Linked DNA regions of Sus scrofa: region 1 is linked to region 2. Evidence: chromatin contacts called from public Hi-C data. All regions are on one chromosome and are shown on one strand. Each heading gives the region's core, a stretch centred on a gene start, on an enhancer-like site or on the middle of the called end of the contact. The rest is flanking DNA. Distances are from core to core; before and after follow the strand shown. Region 1 holds the start of PARVA (alpha-parvin). Region 2 holds the start of TEAD1 (TEA domain transcription factor 1).

Region 1 (5,433 bases), core at 1,690-4,189, 360 kb after region 2:
AACTTTGGACTCAATATAAAGTAATCTTTTCCAAAGAGTTGGCAAAATAGGGTGAGGGTTTCTGGTAGGTGGCAAGTTTCAGTAATTCTGAGATGCCCAGTCTTAAGCTAGAGAGCCCACCAGGAACACTATAGGAAGTCCATAGGAAATACTGGGCACAGCCCAGAAAAAAGTTACAGGCATAGACTAGAATAGGACTCTCCAAGCCAGGATTTCACCTCTTGTTACCAACTGCACACTACACAGACAATGGTTTACCAAAATATCCACAATGGGGGGAAACATTTTTGAGAATGTGTTTTTTTTATTTATTTATTATGGAAGCACCTGCAGCATATGAAATTTCCCAGGCTAGGGGTAGAATCGGAGCTGCAGCTGAGGCTCCGCCACAGCCATGGCAACACTGGATTCAAGTCGCATCTGCAACCTGTGCTGCAGTTTGCACCAATGCCATATCCTTAACCAAATGAGCAAGGCCAGGGATAGAACCCACATCCTCACTGAAGACAGCAGTGGGTTCTTAACCCGCTGAGCCACAGTGGAAACTCTTCAGGAATGTGTTTTGCTGCTTCTGGGTTCAATATACAGGATAGTTCTCTGTGTCAAGTTCGATCATTCTCAACACAGTTCTTTTTCATGCTTTAAGATAACTCAGGAACATAAAACTTATTTCACATCTCGGCATCGCAACCTTCCAAATATTTATTCCCAAACCGCTGAAGAATCTAAAAAAACAGATTTTTTTTTAACTAAGCAACTCTACACACCAATCACTAGACCTTTTGCAAAAAACTGTCACCTCATTATTCAACATAAAAATTTGGATGCTACAAATAATGTTGGAGAGGATGTGAAGAAAAGGAAACCCTCGCACACTACTGGTGGAAATGCAAATTGGCACAGCTACTTTGGAAAACAGTATGGAGATTCCTTAAAAAACTAAAAATAGAACTATTATATGATCCAGCAATTCCACTCCTAAAGTACATCTGCAAAAGATGAAAACTAATTCAAAAAAATCATGCACCCCAATGTTCGTAGCAGCACTATTACAATAGCCACAATGTGAAAGCTGCCCTAATGCCCCTCAACAGACGAATGGATTAAGAGGATGTGGCATACATATTTACATAATATGGAACACTACTGAGCCACAAAAAAGAATGAAATATTGCCATTTGCAGCAATGTGAATGGACCTAGAGAATATTATGCTTAGTGAAGTAAGCCAAAGGCAAATATAGTATGATTTCAATTACATGCGGAATCTAGAAAATAACACAAATGAATGGAATATGCAAAACAGAAACAGGCTCACAGATATAGAACACAAACTTGTGACTAGGAGTCTGGAGTTAATACATGCAAACTATTGCATTTGGAGTGGATAAGCAATGAGATCCTGCTGTGTAACACTGGGAACTATATCTAGTCACTTATGGAGCATGATGTAGGGTAATGTGAGAAAAAGAATCTCTCTATGTATGTGTGTGTGTGTGTGTGACTGGGTCACTTTGCTGTATGTAGAAATTGACGGAACACTGTAAACCAACTATAATGGAAAAAAATAAAAATCACTGAAAAAAAAAAAAAGATGAAGATAACACACTTGTGGTTACCAAAGAGAAGAGGGAAGGAGGGAGGGGCAAATTGAGGGTATGGGTTTAACAGAATATGGGATTTATATAGAGAGTAGGTAAGCAACAAGGATATACTGTATAGCACAGGGAATTATATCCAGTATCTTGTAATAACCTACAAGGGAATATAATCTGAAAAAACAGCAAGTCACTATGCTAACCTGAAACTAATACAATATTGTAAATCAACTAAAAAAAAAAATCAAACAAACAGGATGCAAAATCTGCCCATGGGACATGGTCCTGGAAAAAAATGAGATCGCCTCAATTCACCCTGGTGGGAAAAAGGAAATGGTTTTTGCAAGGGCCCTTAATTCCTGAGTTCACAAAAAGGTCACAGCCCAGGATGCTTCTGTTGTGTGTTTAATCGAGGTTTTCGTCTTGAGTGCAACTTTATCATTTATCACGCGGCGGGACCACTAGGACAGCCAGATTTCCACTCATTCATTCAACAAACATTTGGTGTCGAGATCTACCCAACAGAGCCCTGGGGATGGACAAAAGATCCAGAGACCAACGTTGCATCCGCACACTTCAGCAGGTCTAGCAAATGATCTGATTTCAAAGACCAATGAAGGCAAAGAGTGAGAGTGACGGCGCCCAGAAAAGTTGCAGCAGAAACTTGGAAGTGCCAGCCTTCAGCGCGGAGAAGGCGGGGACTTGAGGCCTAAGAGAAGACGCCGCCTCCGGGCTGGCGGGCCCTGCCACCTCCTCGGCCCCCGGCCCAGCGCAGGCGTCGCCTGATCCCAGGCCCGGGCGGCCCTATCCGATCGCCTCGGCTCCCCAGAGGGCAGCGCCCCTGGAGCTCGGAACAGGGCGGGCACTAGGCCCGTCCCCCCGGGATGTTCCCGCGCAGCGCGCGCGCCCGCGCCGCCGCTCCCCCCACCCCCAGAGCCGGGCACCCGCGGCGCGCTCCCGCCCAGCCCCGGGAGCCCCGGCCCGTCGGCCCCCCAGCCCCTGCGGCTCGCTGGCCCGGGCCGCACTTACCCTCCTTTGCTTTCTTTCTCCGGGCTAGAGTCCCTCCGAGTTTCCCCAAGAAGGAGTCGTCTTTCTTCCGGGATGGGGGCGATTTGGGAGTGGGGGACTTGGGGACAGACGGCGACTTCTGCGGGGAGGTGGCCATGGCGGCGGAGCGGACAGCCGCGGGCCGGTCGGGACGCGGAGCTGGCGCTTGGGCGGACGCGGCGGGACTGAGGCTGCGGCTTTCCAAACGGAAGCGGAATTATTCCAAGCATTTGAGGCAGCTCACGCTCGCCTTTCCCTTCCCTCTCTCCCTCCCTCGCGCCGCCCTCCGCCCTGCAAGGAGCTGCGCGCTCCGGACCGGCGCCCCGCCGGTGCCGGGGCTGGAAAGATGCCCCAGATCTCCCTCATGCTGGACGTGAGGCCTTATCTGTTTCTGTGTGTGCGACCCTCCAACCTGAGAGCCCCGGAGCCTGGAGGCTGCACTTCCCCTGGCTCCGCATCCAGCACAGTTCCTCGCTCTAATCCCGGGTTCCGTGATTGCTGAACCGAACCCACATGCTACTCTGTCTCCTGATGGCTTGGTCCGCCTGCTTGGTGAGGAGCTCGCTCTTCCTTTGCATTTTTAACCGTGCAGTTATGAGGCCCGTGTCTTGTGCCCACGAAAGAGAGTCAACCAGCTCGGGAAGAAATAATTAGCGTGAACTAAAATGTGTTCGAGCCCTACCAACTGGGCACATCCAACTGCTCCTGCACTGATCCATGGCTGGCAATCTCCTTCACCCCACAACAAAAAATGAGCAGTTTGAAGTTCAGGCGCTCGGACCAAGACCTCTTCTTAAGAGAGAGCCTTGTTTCTAGCAGCTCAAGGGCTTGTATAAAGGAGGATCCCAAATGCAGGCGGAAATGTGAATGGGAAGGAAGGGTCATGGGTTCCTATAAGACCTGCCCAACCCCACCTCAACTTACCTTGCCTAAATAAAAGCAACAGATGGACATCCACACTCAGTGAGATAAGAGGAGTGGCAGAAATGCTATCATTGCAAGGACTGAGGCTGGAAATGACTAAAGGCGCGTTTTATTGTGCCTGGCTGCTTGCTGTTCTCACTTGGGCTCTTTTTGCTCCCTTGGATTCCCCCTCGGACTCTCCCTCTCCTCCTTACCCCTCATGGCTTGCAGTCTCTCTCTGTCTCTTACAACCCCTTGGCAACTGTTTCCTCCAAGTAGCTACAGCTGATTGACCTTGAGTGATCACCTGACCCAAAGGGCCCTAATGCTTGATTGGAGAGCAGCCAATCAGATAGTCTCCATCAAGATTCTGAACTAAGCTGGAGATGGTTGTCAGAAGTCCAGCACTTAGTGATGATTATGCAGACTCAAAGTGGGGTGGAGGGTGGGGGGGTCCATTTTTAGCCACAGGCCCACTAGTAATAGAGAAACAAAACAATGGAGCAGACAGGAGTGCTCAAAAAGCATTGTGGTCTGGGACTTCCCATCCTCTGTTGCTGCAGGGGCAACGAATATGACTAGGAACCATGAGGTTGAGGGTTCTATCTCTGGCCTCACTCAGTGGTTTAAGGATCCGGCGTTGCCATGAACTGTGGTGTAGATTGAAGACGTGGCTCAGACCCCACACTGCTGTGGCTGTGGCGTAGGCTGGCAGCTACAGCTCTGATTGGACCCCTAGCCTGGGAACCTCCATATGCTGCAGGTCTGATCCTGAAAAGCAAAAAAAAAAAAAAAAAAAAGGCATTGTGGTCTGAGTAATGAAAAATCATGGGGGCAGCTGCCTGAAACTTGAACCTCGAACCTCTTCCCAGTGCCCCACTTGCAGTTCTCCCAGGGACCAGCTCTGCTTCCTTTCTGGGACACATTTCTAGTTCCCATTCCTAGTTCCTAAAGCCTTGTAATAATCCATCCATCTGCCTTTACTTGAGCCAGTCAGCCAACTAACAAGCAACAATTCCTGTGAATATACACTTAACGAGATGGTCAGTAGGCTCTCAGCAGATATGTGTTCATCTTATCTTTGCTTAAGAGTCATAATTTTACCTTTTAAAGTATATATATAATTTAGCTAGTTATATTCTTAATAGAAAGCAAAGAACTCATGATGACTAGAATTTTCACAGCAGGTTGCAATTAACATCCCCTCCCACCACCACCACCCTGATAAACTTTAAAGGGATGTTGAGGAGTTCCTGTTGTGAAAAAATCCGACTATGAACCAAGAGGTTGTGGGTTCCATCCCTGGCCTCGCTCAGTGGGTTAAGGATCTGGCGTTGCCATGAGCTGTGGTATAGGTCGCAGATGCAGCTCTGATCTCGAGTTGGGTAGCTCCGGTTGGACCCCCAGCCTGTGAACCTCCGTGTGCCACAGGTGCGGCCCTAAAAAGCAAAAAAAAAAAAAAAAAAAAAAAGTAAGATGTTGAGATGCCAAAATTGAATTGTATTTGATTACATCATTATCATTCTTGTTCAGGATATTGTGTACCTAGGAACATCTCCAAAATCTGATCCCCACCCTCAGAACTCTTACTGGGGAATCTCGAGATACACAGCTCAAGAGCTATGTGATCTCAGGCACGTTTACTCCCATTTTTGAGTCTCTGTTTCTTCATCTACAGAAAGAAGTGGAGAAGCATAAGGGCTCTCAAGCCTGTTTGTGCTTCATGATCTCTTAGAGGGTGGGTTACAAAGATTCATGAGCCCCATCTCTAGAAATTCTGATTCAGTACATCTGACTTGAAACCAAGAGACAGGTATTTTTAAACAGGGATTCATTACATCAGGTGAGTTTGATGTGGCTGACTCATGCACAGAGGTTAAAGAACC
Region 2 (5,976 bases), core at 385-2,884:
ACCACAAGTGATCAGACCACCTAAACTTCCAGAAAAAAATCAGGATGAAGGGTGGAGAAGAAAAAAACATGTCGTTGTCCTGAGCTGACACTTTGCAATGTCTGTAGCATTTTTAATACAAATATTTTTTGAACTGTTTTGAAATCTGATAGGTTTTGCAGACCTTTCTGTCCCAGGACCTGGGCTTCCTCCAAGGCACTGTTTTTAAAACACGGCCTTTTACATTACCCGCTCCTGGAACATCATCTGTCTCTAAGTTTCCAGTGCTCACTGAGGTCAATTTTCATTTCTGCAAATCACAGGCAGCCACTTGCTTCTGAAACGTTAACAAGCCTCCTGAGAAATGCTGGTGGCTGGTATTTCATTGTTCCATAAATATTTTTATACAGTGACACCATTCAACTTTAAATAAATCTTTAAAAAGAAAGAATTAAAAAGCAAAAGAAAATAATGATCTGGATTTTATTTATTTTCGTAGGAGGAAAATAAGGAAGGTGTGAGCCCTCCATTGTTTTCAACTCATTTAAAATGCTTCTTCGGTTTTTAAAAAACACATTTTAAAAGAAAAAAAAGGAAACTCATACAAGTTGAACTTTCTTTAAAGCGGGCCTCTGCACTTCTGAACAAAACAAATGTTGCTGCTACGAACAAAGACTAGAAGTGCACCCTGATTTTCTCCCCTCCTGGGGAATCATTTCTCTTCCAATAAACAAACAAATCCCCCAGTATTTCCTACCAAAGGGAAGTTTTCCAAGGAGAGTCTCCTCCAGGGTTTGGTGGTAACTGCGACTCAGTCTTTTTTGGACACAATGTTTCTGCTGACTCCTGAAAATTTTCCACTTGAATGTGCAATGAAGCAGCGGCGGCGGTAGCAACAGTCCTGGAGAAGCGGCAAAGACGACCGTGCCTCCTTTCATCTTTGAGAAGGAACGAAACCTCCGCCAGCAGCGCAAGTCGGCTCAGACCCCGGGCGGGCCTCGGGGGCCCCGGCGCCTGGGGCGGCCAGGGAGACGCGGTGGGGGGAGTCGGGCCGGCTTGGGGCTCCCAGGCGGCGCCGGCGGCTCTCCCCGCCCGCGCTCGCTCCGAACTTCTGACTTCTCCCAGAAGAACGTGTAAACTGCCCGAGGGTGTGTGCGTGTGCGCGCGGGCTGGCGGACAGGCGCGAGAGGGGGGCGCGGGGGGCGCGGCGCGGCCGCCCCGGCGCCTCCCGGCCGCTGGCGGGGCCGCCTGTTGCCGCGCGGGTTCCTCAGCGCGCGGCCCAACTTGGCGTCCCGGGAACTCGCGCCGCGGCGCCGAGCCGCTCACCTTGAAGGGGCGCGGGGAGGAGGGCGCGGGGGCCCGGCCCCAGTCCTCCGCGTGCCCGCTCACCCGCCGCACACAAAGCAGAGCCCCGAGAGAAAAAGCGGCCCGAGCCGGACGCCGCCGTCCCCCCGCCCCGACGCCCGGCGCACCCCCCGCACCCAGCATCAGCCCCGCGCGCCAACTTACCTCGGCGAAGGGAGCCGCCGCAGCGCCCGGCGAGTCCGAGGCAAACTTCGGCGCTGCTTCCCTCGCTTTCAGCTCGGAGCCCGGCTCCCTCCCCGGCTCCCAGTCCCCGGGCTGGGCCACCCCACCCCTGTTAGCACTGCTCCTGCCCCGGGGCCGGCTGGGCGTACGGGGCTGCTGCCCGCGGCTCCGGGCAAAGGTGGACGGGGTGGGGGGCTTCACTGCATGGCCTGTCCCCGGACGCGGCCGCCCCGGGCCCGGGCCCCGCCGCGCGGACTGGCCCGCAGGGTGGAAGCGAGTCTGCAAAGTGCTTGGTGGGCGCCCGCGGCGGGCGGCGGGGCCGCGGCGGCGGCTGCAGAGGCTCGGCTCGGCTCGGGCGGCGCGGCAAGGCGCGAGCGATGCTAAGAATGTTCGGAATGAGGACAGGAATGAAATGAACGCCAGGACCGAACTCGCTCCGGAGGGGTGGGGCCTCGGTGACGTCATGCGGCCTGCCGCCCGGGGCCGGGGGCGGGGCCTGCCGCCGCCGGTGACGTCATGGGGATTCGGGGCGGGCCCGGCTCCGCCGCCTAGCCGTTGGGGCGCGGGCTCCCCCCGGAGGAGCGGCGGGGCGGAGTCTCGCGCCCACGGGGGAGCCGGGCGCGCGCGGGAGCCGCCCTGCCCCCTCCGGGAGCGGGCTCCGGGCTTTGTCCCGAGCTGGGCGGGGCGGACTGGGGAGGGCGCCTTGGCTGTGCCAGCGCTGCGCGGAAAACTGTGGAAACCTAGGTTCCCTCCGTGGGGCGGGCGATGAGGTCCGAGCTGCGCTCGAAGCTCCTGCAGTGCCTCAGTTTCCCTCCTCCGGGACGCGGAAGGTTGGGCTGCTGCCTACAGCGCTCCTGGTCTCGCGGAAGTCTGCAAGGGTGGGGAAGAGAAGTTTCTCTTCTGGAAATTTACGTTGTTCTCTAGCACGGTGGACGCCTTCCCGGGGCCGGATTCCCAGCCTGCAATTGCTTTCCCTCTTTTTCACTTTATAAAAGTTCAGGGCTCTCGCTCAAGTCGAAGTCAGCCCTACTGTTGAGAAGGGAAACCTTTAGCATAGCGGGGGGGAAAAGATAATTGCTGGGTTTGTAATAATCCTGCCCCGCTAACACGGTCTCCTCCAAGTCGCTCAAGAAATCAAGTTCACTAATCCCTGCGAATTGTGCTTTTCGAAAGCAATGAGTCAGGTAAAAATCCCTAACTCTTTAATGCTGCATCCTGCACCTTCACGTCACTTTTTTTTCTTTTTCTTTTTTTTTTTTTTTCTTTTTGCTTTGTGGGTAAACTTCGCTTACACCTAGACTAACTTTAACTGTATCTTTGGAGATAGTGACAGTAAAGTGACATAGTAGACACTGTGGGTAAATCAGAAAGCAACTAGGTTTGGAGTAATTGTAACTGGCAGTTTCACTTAGATCCAAGTAGCAAAGCGATCCCTGTGCTGTTAACCCCTTTCCTTGGGGCATTTTGCTCTCCTTTCCAGTTGGGACCCCAGGATCAATAATGCCGCCTTTTTTCAGCCTCCTGTTTTGTGTGACCCAGGAATCCCCTAAATATGAAGGAAATGGAATGTGATGGCACGTTTTCTACAAAGAATAGCTTTAACTAATGCATTTTAATTGAAATTTGTGTTGAAAAAATTGAATATTCACATGCAGTTGTAAAAAAAATGATGCAGAGAAATCTTTTGTTCACTTTGCCTATTTCTCACCAATGGTAATGTCCTAACTATAATATCACAGTCGGGATATTGACATTGATACAATCCACCACATCTTATTCAAATTTCCCAAGTGTTATTTGTACTCATTTGTGTGCACCTGTATTTCGTTTTATACAATTTCCTCACCTGTATAGGTATCCACCACCACAGTCAGTACTGATGTGTTTTAACTAATTTCCGATAATAAGGTGATACAATGAGACTTACAATAATGATGAGCTCCCTTAACTCTGGTTTTTGGAAATTTGTTAGGAAAACACCAAATTTGGTATTAAAACTGTACTAGGCATATCTCTCCTAAATATGTCAGCTAGGATCTGACGGCAGTGTCAGGCAGTAGGGTTTCTAAACTACTGTTTATTAGCCCAGTACACCTGTGTGCCTTTCAAATACTAGCTCTCATCTCACAGCCACCTGGCAATGCAAGGTCTCCCAATCCTTACTGAATTAAGGAAAAATTCTTTGGCCTGGGATTCAGCTCTTCATGACATACTTCCTGACCGGAAGTTTCTCCAGTTTCACCCATCTACATGCATTTTTTTGAGACTCATATCAAAAACCTTTTCTTCCATAAAGACTGCTTGCATAGATTTCCTCCCTAGGACCTGCAAAACTCCTTGCTCCAAACACTTGTATCATATTAGTTTCCAGCTTGGGGTGGAGGGGATGCCCCATATCTGAGCCTCTAGAAAGTGGACTGGGTATCATTTAGCTAAGTGTACACTGCCCAGGACCTACACATAAATAGCAGTCACTTTCATGGTCTCTCCACCCTAACTTCCACATGTTCTCATTATTTTTAGCCACTCATTGATCAGTGCAGAGGAGCTAAGGATTTAGGGCCCAGGAGCTCTTCATCCCCAGTATCTGAAGGCAGGAAAAGTAGTTGCCACCTGCTAAAATGATGGCAACTACCATGTTCTACACTAATACTTAACCCTTGGTATTTTGCATTTGCCATCTCAGTTTATCCTCATGGCACCCAGACAAGGCAGCAATTTAGCGATTATTAGCTAAGTTTATACAGGGGAGGAAATGGGGTAGAGGGAGGTTATACGACTTGATTACAGTCCCACTATCAGCAAAGTATAGAGCCAGAGCCTGAATACCTTCTGACTTCAGCCCATGTTCATAACTCCTCTACTGCTCGCAAAACTGAAATGGTATATGTCAAAACAATAGAATAATGTTCTGAGTACTTCCTATGTATTACCTCATTTAATCCCTGTAGTCACCCTATGAGGTAGGTGTTTTTATTTATTCTCTTTTTATAAATGAGCAAACTGGGAGACAAAGAGGTGAAATAATGTACAGCTAGAAAGTACAAAGTGAGGATTCAAACTTAGGCAGTCCAGCTCTTAACCTTCCACTCAACAGCTCAAAGGCAGTAGAATACTGAACACAAAGGATCAACCACCTGCAGAGAATGACCCACCCTAAAATGTAACAATTATATATATCACCTATGATAAAAGAATTTGTTACCTTTAGGTTTTACCTTTGAAGAATCTAACTGGTAAGGTATGAGAGAAACAGGGATCCACTTAGTGGTAACAATTCTGCTGAGGCAGAAACTCTGAGTAGCCTGAAAATAAAAAGGAAAGTCACTGAATTAGAATTTACCCTAAGCAAGCACCCGGCTCGGGAAGATATTGCTATGGAAGAAAAATAAAAATGTATGATTAATGGTAATGATACAATTTGTCTCATTTCTAATGACATTGACCCGCTATTCTTATAGGAGTATAAATTTGTACAACTTTGTTGGAGAAGTTTGGTATCAGCTATTAGAGTTGAAGTTATACATACTCTACGAGCCAGAAGTTCCCCTTAGGAATACAGCCAAGAGAAACTCAGGTACGTGTGCACCAGGACACATGTATAAGAATGTTCTTTGGGCATTTTTGTAATAACCTCAAACAAGAAACAACCCAAATGTCCACTAATAGTAGAAAGGATAAATGAATCGTGATATAATCATACAATGGAATACTATACAGGGTTGAAATGAATGAAGTTCAGCTATATGCAACAACATGGATAAATGCTAAAAATGTAATATTGAGTGAGGTGTGAAATGAAAGAATCCATGCAGTACAATTGTGTTTACATAAAGTTCAAAAATACGCAAAATTTAACAGCATTGATTAGAGGTATAAAATTATGTAACAGAACTAGAAGTGGGGTTCTAGATAGAAGAACATGAAGTAATTACCAATAAATCTGGGGTAGCAGTTATCACTGATGATATGATGTTGGGACAAAGAGAAATCATGGGAAAGGAGGCTTCTGGAGTACAGCAATGTTATATTATTGTCTGGTTATGTGGATATTTGTTACAATGATTTATTAAGCTATGTATTTATTTTAAGCACTTTTTCTACTTATCTGTTGCATTTCATAATTTGGTTCAAGTTTTATTGAGAAATAATTGACATGCATCCCTGTGTAAGTTTAAGGCACACAGCATGATGATTTGACTTATATAAATAGGTTCAGCTAACATCCATCTTCTCCTATAGATAGAATAAACAGAAAAGAAAGAAGGAAGCAATTTTTTCCTTGTGATAACTCCTAGGATTTGCTCTTTTAGTGTTCTTTCCTTTATAACATACAGTAGTGTTAGCTATACTACATTCCTAATGTTATGTTACATTCCTAATATTTATCTCATTACTTAAAGTTTGTACCTTTTGATCACTTTCCTCTCATTTCCTACAATTTTGGTAGCCACAATTCTGATCTCTCTT

Evidence for each region. Hi-C and Micro-C count contacts between places; a contact is called where the count stands out from the background.
Region 1: a Hi-C map of embryonic fibroblasts shows a contact between it and region 2, with 2.2 times the contacts expected there. The contact joins the promoter of PARVA here to the promoter of TEAD1 in region 2. A contact is called at or near these places in 1 of 5 promoter capture datasets (fetal skeletal muscle), 2 of 47 Hi-C or Micro-C datasets (both in embryonic fibroblasts) and 1 of 2 datasets of contacts at active chromatin or transcription factors (skeletal muscle).

Annotation. Positions count from the first base shown.
Region 1 is chr2:47,025,163-47,030,595 of Sscrofa11.1, forward strand. It overlaps PARVA (alpha-parvin), which reads right to left and starts at 2,940. Exons shown (of 14, transcript XM_021083311.1): 1 at 2,767-2,940; 2 at 2,627-2,765. The coding sequence starts at 2,874.
Region 2 is chr2:46,668,634-46,674,609 of Sscrofa11.1, forward strand. It overlaps TEAD1 (TEA domain transcription factor 1), which reads right to left and starts at 1,635. Exons shown (of 14, transcript NM_001142669.1): 1 at 1,489-1,635. LOC102164222 (a long non-coding RNA gene) reads left to right here and starts at 1,040. Exons shown (of 6, transcript XR_002341571.1): 1 at 1,040-1,127; 2 at 4,968-5,083.